2 separate regions of the Mus musculus genome follow, and region 1 is linked to region 2. A link is a contact called in public HiChIP or PLAC-seq data. All regions are on one chromosome and are shown on one strand. The core of a region is the stretch at or near the end of the contact, and the rest is flanking DNA. Distances in the headings are between cores, read along the strand shown.

The links. HiChIP or PLAC-seq counts read pairs in DNA pulled down with a chosen protein or histone mark.
Region 1: an H3K4me3 HiChIP or PLAC-seq map of pro-B cells shows a contact between it and region 2, with 4 times the contacts expected there. The contact joins the promoter of Lamp2 here to the enhancer-like site in region 2. A contact is called at or near these places in 5 of 39 promoter capture datasets (the 3T3-L1 cell line, the C10 cell line, cranial neural crest and 2 more), 1 of 15 datasets of contacts at CTCF or cohesin (large pre-B cells), 7 of 484 Hi-C or Micro-C datasets (LSK cells, cortical neurons, cranial neural crest and 4 more), 15 of 115 datasets of contacts at active chromatin or transcription factors (astrocytes, bone marrow-derived dendritic cells, differentiating embryonic stem cells and 8 more) and 3 of 9 other capture datasets (adipose tissue, liver and pancreatic islet).

The regions. Positions count from the first base shown.
Region 1 is chrX:38,450,554-38,457,941 of GRCm38.p6, forward strand. It overlaps Lamp2 (lysosomal-associated membrane protein 2), which reads right to left and starts at 5,907. Exons shown (of 9, transcript NM_001017959.2): 1 at 5,696-5,907. The coding sequence starts at 5,750. It overlaps LOC115489130 (a long non-coding RNA gene), which reads right to left and starts at 5,689. Exons shown (of 2, transcript XR_003953097.1): 1 at 4,753-5,689; 2 at 1-1,024.
Region 2 is chrX:38,228,928-38,235,726 of GRCm38.p6, forward strand. It overlaps Tmem255a (transmembrane protein 255A), which reads right to left. Exons shown (of 10, transcript NM_172930.4): 4 at 4,176-4,265. It overlaps Gm39507 (a long non-coding RNA gene), which reads left to right. Exons shown (of 2, transcript XR_882295.2): 1 at 1-1,839; 2 at 4,485-4,727. Among named protein-coding and RNA genes, the nearest start is that of Gm39507, 3.8 kb to the left of the region's middle. Within about 2 kb of position 5,399, at least 7 of the 459 cell types and tissues checked have an H3K27ac peak or open chromatin away from gene starts, as enhancers often do. A contact at or near this core is called in pro-B cells, where this site is marked.

The DNA of each region.
Region 1 (7,388 bases), core at 4,657-7,156, 220 kb after region 2:
TAAACCATAAAATGACTTCCTTGATTCTGTTTAAGGTCAGAGAGTAGGTAAGAAAAGGAGACAACTTTCCTGAAGTAATGGAAAGTGCCTATTGCTGAGCCACAGTTGGCAGGCCTCCAGAGTGCTTTTGTAATGCACACTGGGATACCAACAAGCACTCATAAAATCCACTTCTGGAATGGAAGAATCTCCGAGCACTTTAGAAACTGCGATTAGGAAGCGCAGCCTTCACGAAGCAGGATCCAGAAGCTCTCTCCAGGGCTGAGACAATGCTGGGTTGCAGACAAAAGTCACCGTCAATTCCAGGAAAATAAGGCTAGACACACAGGAATATTTAAATATTTAGAACCCTATCAGATGTGATAACCCAATGACTCATGGAAATTGTCAAACCTGCCCTTTCAAGTATCTCTACCACAGATAGATGAATTTTAATTGAACCATAAAATCAAAAGTCACTGTGCAAACAAAATGTGGTAAGGCTACAGAGGGGAAAAAAAAACCAACAGGAAAACAGTGTTAAACATTTTTTGATGTTCTCCAAAAAGAGAGATGCTGGTTGTTTGAGAAAATTAATTCTCCTCACCAAGTCCTTCTTAGCTCTCCACGTTGGGCCTCATGCCTGTACAGGCAAAGTTCAAGTGCCAAATGTGAAGGTGCATGCCTGAAATCCCTGCACTGAAGAGCTAGACGTAGGTGAGCTCTTACATTTGAGGTTGGCCTGGTTGCCGTAGAGTGTTCCAGGGCTACACAGTGAGACCGTGTTTCCCCTAACCCCCTAAACAGCAGCCCAAGGAGGAGAGACTAGAATTATCACATGAGACCAGCCTTATAATTACCTGAACTCTTACTGCTCATTCAAAAACACAAACGAGCTTTTTGTAAAACACCGTGTAAGAGCCACGGAAGACAAAAAGAGATCACCTTTGGTCTAATTCACCATCTTACCTACTGACCTTCAGCCACTCCACAGTAGATCTACTGCTAGCTACCGCCAACACCGGTCACCTCCTCCACTCAGAGACTAAGACCATAAAAACAGAAAATAGGCTACTACATCTAAGAGCTGGAAAACATACTCCTTTTTCAGCTTCAGTAATTTATTTGTTGTATTTTGACTGAAAGTTCCTATTAGCCTTGATCATGATTTCCCACCCCCCATCCCCTCCCAGAGCCTCCTCACCCACACCATCCCAAAGGCTTACAGGTATGGTGGGCCTCCTCCCAGCACCAAGGTCTCTGCCCGAACGTCACTCAACACGAGAAAGCCTTTTGTTTGTCCCACTATCCGAAATGTTACTTACCTATAGGGCTATCTTCACCCTCTAAAATGTAGGCTCTAGGACAGCAGACCCTCCACTGTCCATTGCTGCCTCCCTTTCATCTGGCTGTGGTTAGCCTACAGTAGGCAGTTAATAATTTCTGGGAGGGAGAGGCCCCAACCTGACCTACACTCAGGATAGTTAACAAAGCTTTTTTTTAAAAAGTCTCACTCAAGCTGGGCGGTGGTGGCGCAAGCTTTAATCCCAGCACTTGGGAGGCAGAGGCATACAGATTTCTGAGTTCAAGGCCAGCCTGGTCTACAGAATGAGTTCCAGGACAGCCAGAGTTACACAAAGAAAACCCAGAAGTTAAGTGGGGCATGGTGGGGGGTAAATGTTTAGTCCCAGCACTAACGAGGCAGAGACATGTGGATCTCTGTGAGCTGGAGGCTAGCTTGATCTGCAGAGTGAGTTTCAGAACAGCCAGGGCTATTTCACTGAAAAACTCTGAGGAAAAATAAAAAAAACAGAAGTTAGGTTAGGCTAGTTATAAAAATCGATGAGCACAGAGGAAACGATGGAAACAAAATTAAGCAATGATGTTAGGCAAGGACTTTCATCTGTTGCCCTTTTCATGTCTCTAACTCATAGGCCTTTTCCCCAAAAATGGTTGTCTTTCATTGTTTGTAATTCATTCAAATGAAAGCCAACAGAAGTTTTTTGTGAGCCTTTTGTAGTGGTCCGCCCCTTTAATCCCTGCACTCAGGAGGCAGAGAGACTGATCTATACAGTGAGTTCTAGGACAGCCAGGACTACACAGAGAAACCCTGCCTTAAAAAAAAAAAAAAAGAAAAATAATTTTAAAAAATTAAAAAATAAATGTCTGTGGAAAACAATTTAAAGTTTAAGAGTATCTCCTATACTTACTTTAAAGCAAGGTTTTTGGTCTTCCTTTTTTACAGAAATGGCTGGAGATTAAACCTAGGGCTTCACCCACTCTGTGTAAGTGCTCTCTACAACTGAGAGATAGCCCTAACCTTAAAGTAGATTTTTGTTTTTTTTTTTTTTTTTTTAAGATGAGGTTTCTCTGCTAAAGAGCCCTGGCTGTCCAGGAACTCAATATGTAGACCAGGCTGGCCTCAAACTCACAGATCTGCCTGCCTCTACCTCCCAAGTGCTGGGATTAAACGCGTGCAAAACCACTGCTCCACTTAAATAGTTATTTTTAAGAGGCCACTGCTAGAGATGGAATAGAATTATGAAGTTTGCAAGCTGAACCAGTACACCAAGCAGAGTACACATTCAGGACTGGTACCCACTTAAGTACCAAGACACAGTTATGCCTACAGTTTTCAAAATCCTATTCTTGGGTGTCCATTTTGACATGAAAATGTAAAACATGTGCCGGGCGTGATGGCACACGCCTTTAATCCCAGCACTCAGGAGGCAGAGGCAGGCGGATTTCTGATTTCTGAGGCTAACCTAGTCTACAAAGTGCGTTCCAGGACAGCCAGGGCTATACAGAGAAACCCTGTCTCGAAAAACCAAAAAAAAAGTAAAACGTAAAATCCAAAAACAATTCTTAAGATCCGCAGAATCTTCCTCAGCCTGACAGCAAACCAGGATATGCCTGAAAGAAGAGCTGTGCAGACCTAAAAACTAGATCGTGGGGGCTGGAGGGGGCTCATCCATCACTCTTCCAGAGAACCCAGTTGATTCCCAGCACCCACATGGCAACTCACGAGTGTCTGTGCAAACTCCAGTTCCAGGGGGATATGATTGCCCCCCTCAAACTGCCACTGGTACCAGGGACACATGTAATACACAGACATACAGGCAGAGAAAAATACATAAATAAAATATAGATAAATCAAAAAATATGAAAAAAAAACCCAACCCTGCATCCTACATTATTGCTCCTGTAACTCCCTTGCTGAAGTTGTGGATGGAATCAGCTCAGGAAACATCTACAAGGATGGATCTAGTTAACTACAAGCCACTAGGTTTGAGCTGTTCTTCTATGCACTAAGCCTTATCTGTTTACTTTCTGCAATGAGCGTGTACTGCTTTTTTAAATGCAAAAGAAAAGACTTCATTAAAAAAAAATTAATGGCACAAAAGCCAGCACATAGGTAATGTACTTTTCTCACTTTCTCTGAACAATAACAGCATTATGTTTGTGCAGATTCAATTGGCAGGGAATTACTGGTTAATAGGCCTTTGTCAGATGTTCTCTCATCACTGATAAGGTGTTTTCCACTGCAAACAAGCCTCTCTTTGGGGGTCAGCCAGTAAGTGCCTCACAGGTAAGGCTAAGAATTAGGTGTGCGTGCCAAGCCTCGTGACCCAACTTCAGAAGTGTTAGAGGAGTTTCTTACACAGTATGGTCAGCTAGATCAAGGGCCTGCAAATATATTAGAGTCAGAACGTTCTGGTCTATGGAAGACGTCACAGAGTCTCGGCTTAGGTGAATTATATCTGCTGGCATTTACTAGTATTAGAAATGAAAGTTGATAAATTAAGAAATGGCGAGGACAATAGAATCATATCAGCACATATTATGTATACAACATCTAGAAAACTCTACTGTGTATAAGCAAAAGTCTAGGAGGAAAAGAAGAAAGACCTTAATATGGTTGGGGAAGGTTTTCATTCCAAAGGCTCCCTAGTAAGCGTCTTGGGAGTCACGGGAGGAGCCCACTGGATGCTGTGCTCTCACATTTGGCACTGCTGATGTTGAAAGAGAGAACTCTTTCTTGAGAGGGGCTGTTCCTGTCCTTGCAAGCAGGTTAGCAGGATCCCTGGCCTCTATCCACTCGAAGCTGCCCAGTGGGACACACAAAAATTCCTCTGGACTACATATATCTATACAAATACTTATAAGCATCTAATAACAAAAAAACAGAAGGCATGGGTTTGAATAAGGGAAGGGAGAAGTATATGGGAAGATTTAGAGGTGGAGAAGGGAGGGGGAAATATAATTGAAATACAATCTCAAAAAAAAAAAAACCTCAAAAGCTATTATGGAAAAAAATTAATGCCTCTAAGAAGATATTGCCAAATGCCCACTGTGTAAGAACACACTGTACCAGTTGATTCTATCCCACCAACATGTGAATTACAAATGCAATTCTTTTGCTTTCTCAAAGCCCCCTCAATAGGCCTATCTCCAGCCCATTCTGGTGGGTCTTTTTCTTCTATCTCTTTATTAAAGCACAAACAGCAGAAGGCACAAGGTAACAAGGAGCAGAGTAAATCAGGTCAGGAGGACACTGGGATCAAAGTTCAAGCCTAGGCTGTTATGGACTCTCAAGTCTATTGGGACAGATCACAAACAACCAACATTATTAACCCAGCAACTCTTCCCACCACTTTAAAACCACGACTAAGCTGACCTGTAGTGAGGAAAAAAAAGAAGCAGAAAAAAAAAAAAATCCAAGCGGTTGTGAAGAAAATGGATTGAATATACAAAGCTCAGATACACAATTACCATCTTGGAAGCTCCCCGGCTTTAGCATCTAGGGGTATTTCTGTCCGGTGTCTGGCTGGGAGGAAGTAGCGAAAGTTATTCGAGAAAAACAAACAAAGCAACAAAAATCAAGCAAACCAACAACAATAACAAAAAAAAAAAAAAAAACAAAACGAAACAAAAAAACCGAGATCCTCACCACCTTTAAGTCAGATACTCACCCCCCACCAAAGTTATCAACTCATCCCTTTAGTCTCCAGAGGTTGGATATAACTTTTCTTTCCGGAAGTTACTCCAGCCCCAGTCACTATATGTATATGTATGTACGTGTGTGTGTATCCCTTCACTCTCAAAACTCCAAGGCCATTCCTTAGCTCTTCAATCACTGCTTCTCCCAGCCTCAAGTCCTACCTACAAAGCTCCCAAAACGGTGTCTCTGTCCCTTGGGCCCTACTGTCCTATCTACCTACCCCCCTATGCCCTCCCCCTCCCCAATAATTTCACGAGGGTACAGCGCCTTCCGTTCCAAATTCATTTCTCGCTCTACACTTTTTTTTCACCATCTTTAAAACTCTCCCCTGATCCAGGAAACCAAGCCTCCCCGGTGTCTGCTCCCCGACTCTTTTTCCAAGTTGCTCTCTCTAGCCCAGAGGTCTAGAACTCTGCGCTCCTCTTGCCTAATCCCTTGACGTCGTCCTCCCTCGTCCCCTTACTTGCCCCGCTGTTACTCTCAGAGGCCCTCCTGGCGGGCCATCCCACGGCCAGGCCTTCCTCCAGGTCGTGTGTCCCCCCCTCCCGGCCCCCCCGCGTCCCCCCTCCGCCGCCGCCTCGGGCCGCCGCCGCCCAGTGTCAGCTGTTCGGTCTCTCAAAGCCTTCTCAAAGACCAGTCTTTCAGGTTGTGGCCTTTGAAACTCCCCGATCCCCCGGGCCCGGCTCAAAGACACCAGAGGGCCCGAAAACTCACCTAGGAACAGAAAGATCAGGATGAGCTTTGCGCCTTTAACCGGAGAGAGGCACATCGTGATCCCTCAGGCCAGGCGACCACCGGACCGACAATTCCAACGAATCCCCTCGCAGCCCTGCGGAAGCGAAAGCACGAGAGACCACCGACCGAGGCACCCAGGCACCGCAAAAGCCTGGACTCGCCGCTTCAGCTGGAGTCATAAGACCAGGGGCGGGGTTCTTTATTCCTTTCAGCCAATCAGCATGCTTAGAAACTGAGAGGGAGGCGGTGATGTCCGGGCAGGAGGGCGGCGTGGCCACGCCCTGGCTTTTTGGTTCACAGCCATTATTAAACTAGAAAGAGTTGTGCGAGGAGGGCATTTTTTTAAGGCTAGCAGGAAAGGAGGAACTTTGATGCTTGTAGACAGTGGGTTATTTCTATTCTAGGTCCTTGAGAACAAACAGCATCATTTTTTCTGGCAACAAAACGGCTGCTAGGCCTCTCAAGATATATATGTATGTAAATTTATATATGAAAATATATGTAAAAAATAATACACGATTATTCAAGTATAGAGACCACCTACACAGTTTATACTATAGGTGGATAGGGAAGCTAGGGGGTATGGAGTCATTAACGACCAGATCAGACCATGCTCTTGAAGTTCAAAGTTATAACACTCTCTTTCCTTGATGGGGAAATTGAAGTCAGAAAGAGGAAGCATATTTTTAAATAGAGGAAGAAAAAAAGAGAGAGAAATAAGAATAGAAGGAAATCAAGATCACTCCCATTACTACCCAGAGACACTCTTTACAAAATACATAAACTCCCAGATATTTTTCTATCTGGAATACAAATACAGTTAATGTTCTCTAATGAGTTCATACTAACCCGTATTCTGTACGCTTGCCAAGTGAACAGTAAACAAACATGTCTCAAAACAACAGAGGAAAACAACATTAACGTAAAACTCCAGAGTTGGAATAAAGCAATGACCTTCAAATGTTGCTTCCCAAAACACACACACTCACACACACACACACACACACACACACACTCTTCTCAGGGATTTTGGAAGTAGTTTTTGTTTTGTTTATTTTACCTGATGATGCCTTAGAGACTCTGAAACAAATGCCCTTTTTCCTACAAGCTTACTGTTTGTTTGAGGTTTAATCCTCACTAAGTTGCCTAATAGTTTGACCTTACACTTAAAGTATAGCTGTAGTTCAGGTGGCACTTGAACATATGATTCCTCTGCCTCGGCATGCCTAGTAGCTTGGATTGCAGGGTTTCTCCTCCCATCCTGTCTTATTCCTTTACTAAACAAACACCTGGGGTGATTCTGATGCTGAGGCCCATGAACTGCACTTAGAAAAGTACTAAAAGCCGTGGTGGCGCATGCCTTTAATCCCAGCACTCCAGAGGCAGAGGTAGGCAGATCTCTGTGAGTTTGAGGTCAGCCTGTTCTACAGAGCAAGTTTCAGGACAGCCAGGTTCTGTTTGCACAGAGAAACCCTGTTTCAAAACAAACAAACAAATAAAAAGACAAAGAGAAGCTCTAAAACATAGCTTCAAAGTCATGCAGTTTGGGAGATCTTTAATCTGTGGCTCTATTTAAAAATAAGCTTAAGAAGAGATTTGTGGGGGCAGTTTAGTGAATTCTCAGAAATTCCATGAGACACTGGTGAGGATTTTTCTGTGGAACTTTATAGAT
Region 2 (6,799 bases), core at 4,149-6,648:
TTAGGTTAAATGGTGCAAGAAGACCCACCCTGAAGGACCAGAGGCAGCAGCATCTCCTGTGCTGGGTCCTGCACTGAAAAAAAAAGTAGAAAGGAAGCAGAGAACCAGCATTTCTCCTTCCTGCTTTCTTACTACAGATGCAATATCACCATAGCTTCAGGTTCCTGCCACCATGACTTCCCTGCCATGTACCCTACCTGTGCCCTCAAACTGTGAGCAAAACTAAACCCATCCATAAGTTGCAATTGTCACAGCATTACTACAGCAACAGGAAAAGTAGCTAAAACTGTGATCATCACAGAGAACTTCCCAATAAATAGAGGCTGGGAATTTATTCACCATTGCCTTCGATTGAAGCCAATGATCTAAAATATTGGGCCCATAAGAGAAATACAAGTCAAAACCATAATACGGTACTGCCTCACGCTCAGGAGCACAATCAGATAATAATGGAAATTGGTGAAGCAGTGAAGAAATCAGAATCCTAACACACGGATGGTGAGTATAACACAGCGCAGCCATTTTGGAAAACAGTCAGGCAGTTCTTCAAACAATTAAACACAGTTATCATATATCCTAGCAGTTCCACTCCCAAGCAGAAAAGAAATGAGAATGTAAATATGCCCATTCAGAAACATGTGCTCAAATGTGAACTGCATCATTGTATACAATTGTAAAATGGAAGAAACAACCCAAATGTCCATCAACTGGTGAATGGACAAACAAAATGTGGTATATTTATATAGTGTAGCATTAGTACACCAGAAAAAGGAATGAAGCACTGATCCACAAAAACATTATACTAAATAAAAGGAGTCAATCATAGGTTCCACATTTAGAGTTCCTTTAGTATGAAATGTTTAATATAGGAATATGTATGATGGTGAAAGTATATTAGATGTTGCTTAGAGTTGGGGAGGATGAAGAGACAGGCTATAACAGACAAAGGATATAAGGATTCTTTTTGATATGAAAAAAATCTAAAACTGTTGTCTCCATGCAACTGTGAATATACTAAAAAAAATTAAACATTATGAGTGGAAGAAAAAAGAAGAAAAAGAAGTCATTTTAGCTCATGATGCCATCAAAATCTATGGCAGGCTTCAGAGCCACTAGGCCTATGTTACCATGGAAACTCTCAGAGTGAGTACTGCTTGTCAAATGGGGATAATGATGCCTGCCCTAGTTATCTCACAGGATTGTTATAGGTCTCACATGAGGTAATAGATGTGAGGACACACTGAAAAGCTAAATGTAATACATAAAAACAATTAGTGTTACTAGCATGTTTCCTATTGAATGCAAAATAGCATGCACACTACAAAAAAAACATGTATATATTCGGAAAGTAATATGCCAGGACCACAATAATTGCTATGTTAGGGGACAGAATTGTAACCATTGTAAGTTACTGATATATCATTTAGGAATAAAAAACAAAACAAAAACCAGGTGGATAAAAGATGGCACCGCTCAGCTGAAGTCAGAATATAGAAATCTGATGAATGGGATAAAATGTATATTTCAGAAAAAATAAATAAGAGAAAGGGCATCTCTCTCCCATACCTTATTTTTCTCCCTACCTAGATTATTTCCTAAGCTACTATTTCAGAGGTAGGTTAGATGATAATACTAACGCTATGATCTCCTTTGATCTTGCCAAATAAGGGGCTGACTCTTCTGTCTGGAAGAGGACTCCAAGAAGGAGCTTCACTAAAAATAATGTCTTCCTGATGCACATCTACTCACATCCTTGACCCCGCTCCAAATGACCTTAAATTAACAACGAGCCCATGACTAAAGTGCAACAACATGCCTTGTGACCCACAGAAAAATTTGGTAAGCTAAATTTTCTCTAATTCAACTATTTTCAAAAATACAGTTTCCAACGGTTCACAAAACATCTTCATTTTCAAAAGTTTAGTTCAGTTGAAAGACTGAGTTTACTCCAGTGCTTAGCTGCTATCTCCTGCTCTTGATTTTGGTCTTTGGAGACCATCAGGGCTACTTAATGATTTCCTAAGCTCAAGGCTCTTTTTGTTGTTGTTTTTCTCATCCCCTTCTCCCATTGAAAATCATTTTTTAAAGATTTATTTATTATTATAAATAAGCACACTGTAGCTGTCTCCAGACACACCAGAAGAGGGCGTCAGATCTCATTATGGGTGGTTGTGAGCCACCATGTGGTTGCTGGGATTTGAACTCAAGACCTTTGGAATAGCAGTCAGTGCTCTTAACCGCTGAGCCATCTCACCAGCCCCGAAAGGCATTTTTTTTTAAAATAAGCGTTATGACCACATTGGTATAAAAACAAATATATCTGTTATGTGCCAAATTTTTGTCTCAAGCTAAAAGTTCACCATTTTCCTTCTTATTTGAGAAGAAATACTACCATTTTTGTGGCACTCTAAAATTAGTATGAGTTCTAGGCACTATGCTTACTGTGATTAATGGAAAAGTTGTTCCTGGGCCAGAAGTCTGGAACAGTGTGAAACACAACGTGGTAAATGAGGGCGGGAGCAGGAGGTGCTACCTAGGCTGCTAGTAGGGAGAAGGCATCAAGAGACTTACTGCCAGCTTTGAACACTCTGAAGTATAAAACCAAGCTTCCAAGCAAAATGCACCCACTTTGACAACTAGTGTGGTTGGTAATCAAGCACTCTATAACTGGATTTGAAGCCCATCCCATAGGAGGGAATCTATATTGGAACTCTGCTGCAAAGACCATGGTGACGGAAGTCACAGGCCCTAAGGGAGACCTTAATTCCATTGTTAACTAAATTGACACAGTATTGAACCACCTTCTAAATATATATGTTTATACAAATAGGCAATTATCACTCTCAGCCTTAATCACCGAAGCCTGCCTTTCTAGTGAACTGTGATAAATGCAGAGATTTACAGTTGCAAAAGGTGTGGAAGATCGCTGACAGTGGAGTGCTCAGTCCTAAACATAACATTTATATACCACACCCTCAAGGCTCAGGAAATACTGTAGAAGACGGGCAGAAAGAATGTAAGGGCTAGATGCTATGGAGAGGCACGGAAAACATGCCTCCTTCAGAGGGAAATACACATTTTTTTCAACAATTACGAATGCGTTTTCTGGATATGTACAAGAACGAGCCCATTAGCAGCTAGGCACGAATGTAAGAAGAGCCCAGGAGACCCTAACCCATATTGCTGAATGATTTCCTACTGGTAAATTCAGTTAAAAGAGGGTGTCATTGCCTTGTGTTATGTATCCACTCGTGATGCCACCAGGTTGCAATGGATAGTCCCAATCAAATGGTCCCCCTGATGTCTCTGAACAAATCAGAGGAGTCCGACACAAAAGCAAAAATTACGTATCTGGGAAAGGGACAGGGAGGGAGGAGTGGCTGTTGATGGAGTGGGAGATAAAAAGAAGAGGGATGAATGCAGCAATCAAGATGCATTTATATGCATGCATGGAATTGTCAAAGAACTAAACTTAAAAGTGGGGAGCAAGGTCCTCTATACAGATGTGCTCTTAGTCATAGAGCTCTAGAGTCCAGGAGTGAAAACGGCCCGTATCCAGTGCAGTTTCTGCAGAATGGGAAACATGTGACACCTGGACTGAAGGACTGAACTCAGGGTGGGAGGTTTAGCTCTAAACTTTCTCCAGACATCCAACTTCATTATTACACCTCAACCACTGTCATAAGAACAGCAGTATTTGGGTACCTCTGTCCTCATGGTCTGTTCTGGTAGCTGTCGAAGGGGAGCTTAGTTTGGACCATGTGGCTTCCTGCTACAGAATCAAATGGTCTGTGTCTCTACAGTACCCCATCATGGCTGTCTAAGGCCATGATACTATCTTGCTGCTCTTTCCCTACCTTCAAGACATCCCCTAACCCCAAATTTTACACACCAAAGGGCTACGCCATCCCTACTGCCACTGGGAAGGGAAGTCTTCCCTGCTCTCTGGAGCCGGAAATGAACCACTATGGCACCCTGAAGCCTGTACTGGCAGTTTAGGTCCATTTTTCTAGATGCTTACATTGTTCACCGGTGTTCCCCTTGACTACCAGCTATTGAAGACAGAGGAGGAGTTTCCTTCTCCCTTGTATACGTGTGCCCCTCAAAGCACTCAGTGCACATTCAAGACAGGATTATAGCATTGCACAATTCAACTCAAGGTTAACAATACTCACAATGTGTCTGGCGGCAAAGACCCCATCAACTATAGCACAACAAAATGCTGCAATCACACCAAAGCTGATAAACACGATAGAAGCCACCAGCTGCAGGAGGGAACAAAAGGAACATGTCTGTTAGGCTTCCACTCTTGCTGCTTTTGAAGACTAGGTAATCCCCAAGAGACTGCCAGCCAAAGCAGAACTCTACTCTGTCGCTGACAAGGATGCTCTTTTTTTTTTTCAGTCATGCAGGGTGAGTGGATATGGGGTTAGGCAGGGAGGAAGAGAAGGGGAAACTGAAGCATTTTTAAAAATATATTTCAGGGTAAGCTCAGAAATTCATTCTGTGAGAACCGAATGAAGAAGCTTGCTGGTATCGAGTATGCTGTCCATGGAGGAATTCGACTGCATAGCCCTTCCATCCTCAGATTCAGAAAAATGTTGGACCTTGGACATCATGTAATCCAACCCTGTATTTTACTTTTGTGGAAACGGAGGCACGGTGAGGGGAACAGTGTCCCCAGTGTCTCTACTATGAGTCTATGAAAGAACTGATGATGCCCACCAGTTCCTGGCCTTTGATTTCTATACCCCTAACTCTGCAGCTTGATAACATAGTGGACACTGAAAATAACAAGAGTGATTCTTGGGTCCTACATAACTCTGTATCATGTTATGCATGATTGAAGAAAAGGGATATTCAATGCACTACCAGTTAAATGCCAGAGAGATTTTGCAAGAATTGATGTCTCTGAAATGGGTAAACTTTTGTGTGGTCTATATAAAAATTTTCTTTCTTACTCTTTTTTTGGGGGGGGGCATGGCCTCATGTAGTCCAGGCTGGTCTCAAGTTTATTTTGTGGCTAAGTATCATCTTAAACTTCTAATCCAGCCACCCAAAGGTTAAGAATGCTGGCATGTACCACCATGCCTAGCTAGAAATTTTAAAATAATAAAACCAGATTGCCAAATTTATTGATCATGTTAGATAACATAAATTTTCCTACTGTTCATCTTCTAGTACCAAGATGATGCTACATATTAAGGTATGGCAGAATCACAATTTCAGAATGTCTTCGAGGACAAGGAAATATGATACATGAGCCCACAATCTGCTATGGTTGACCTTGTGAACTACCTGGAATCAGCATTTTTCTTTCTTGATGCTTTTGGTGAGAAAGAGGAGGAAATAACATGGCATCGAGCTATTCCCCAGGGAGAAGAAAAAAAGATCAAAGCCAAGGCTGCCCTAGGGTTCACCCACTTCAGCAGGCTGAGAGGAAATACTTATCTCCTTTGGGAGTTGTTCAGAAACCTCTCTCCATAAATCTCACTTCACAGCACTGCAGATAATCAGTAAATAATGGATGAACGATGTCATGAAATTGGCATTATTAGCTATGCTATGATCAGCTCTACAATTAAAACTCCCCCATTATTTTGAATAATTTAAGCCCAAAGTGAAAACGAAACTGGCAAGGGACGGAGTCCAGGTGAAATGGAAGAAGAAACTATTAGAAGTCCCCTGGCAGTGATTCCCATATTGCTGGGGGAAGCATATGGTTAGAGTTCTGTGTCCCTAGAGCTATTACATTATTTGATTAAGCTTGATGTTAAACAGACCCCATTGCCAAAATTTGGATGCGGTTAAGAGTTGTTCAAGGGGACTCTAACCTTAGTCCAGTGTCTGACCACTCACCAGACTTCCTGAACTGTTGCAATTGCATTCAGCCTATCCATTCTACCCCTTGCCCTCAAGGAAACCTTCTCAAAATTAAACCAGGAAAACACAGCAGCTCGCCTTTAGGAGATCATATTCGAGCAGTGAACTTTCTAAGCTTCAGCTTCTGTCAAATGCTGATCCTTCCTTTCCACTTTACTGCATACTTGACTTTGAACTACGGACAGCAAAGACACAGAGATATTGTTGTGAAGTTGACTTCATAATTTTAGCTTGATCTATGTTTCAGGTACATTGACTTTCTTCCTCTGTAATTTTTTTTTTGTTTTGGTTTGGTTTTGGTTTTGGTTTGGGTTTTTGTTTTGTTTAGTTTTGTTTTTTTTTTTTTTGAGACAGGGTGGAACTCACTCTGTAGCCCAGACTGGCCTCAAACTCACAAGAGATCCACCTGCCTCTGCCTCCCAAGTGTTGGGATTTAAAGGCGTGCGCCACCACTACCTGGCTTCCTCTTTTTAATTTTAGTTTGTGTTTTGGTTTTAAGACAAGGTCTCAAGTAGCTCAGGAAGGTCTTGAAGTCAAGATCACTCAAAGGTGATCATGAACTGAGTTCCAGGTCCCCCCTTCTCGACCTCCCAAGTATCGGGACTAGAGACAGAAATCACCAGGCCCAGTTTCCCTTTACTTTCTTAATGGGAGTTCCCTAGATTATAATCTCCTAAAAGAATACAAAGAAATTTTGCGAAAACTTTTCCAAAAGATTATGTAACCGAAAGGAAGCTACGAAAGTCAGTAATATTCAGAGCTACAGTAAGATATACAACAGAAACCCGGCATTCTAGGCCAGACTAGCAGCCTGATTGAAAAGCCAGAAGTATTCTTTTGAGAATGAAGGAGAAAGCTTAAAGAGATGCACACCAGCTTGAAAATACTGGGAGATAAGTTCTCTGGAGGCTTAGTG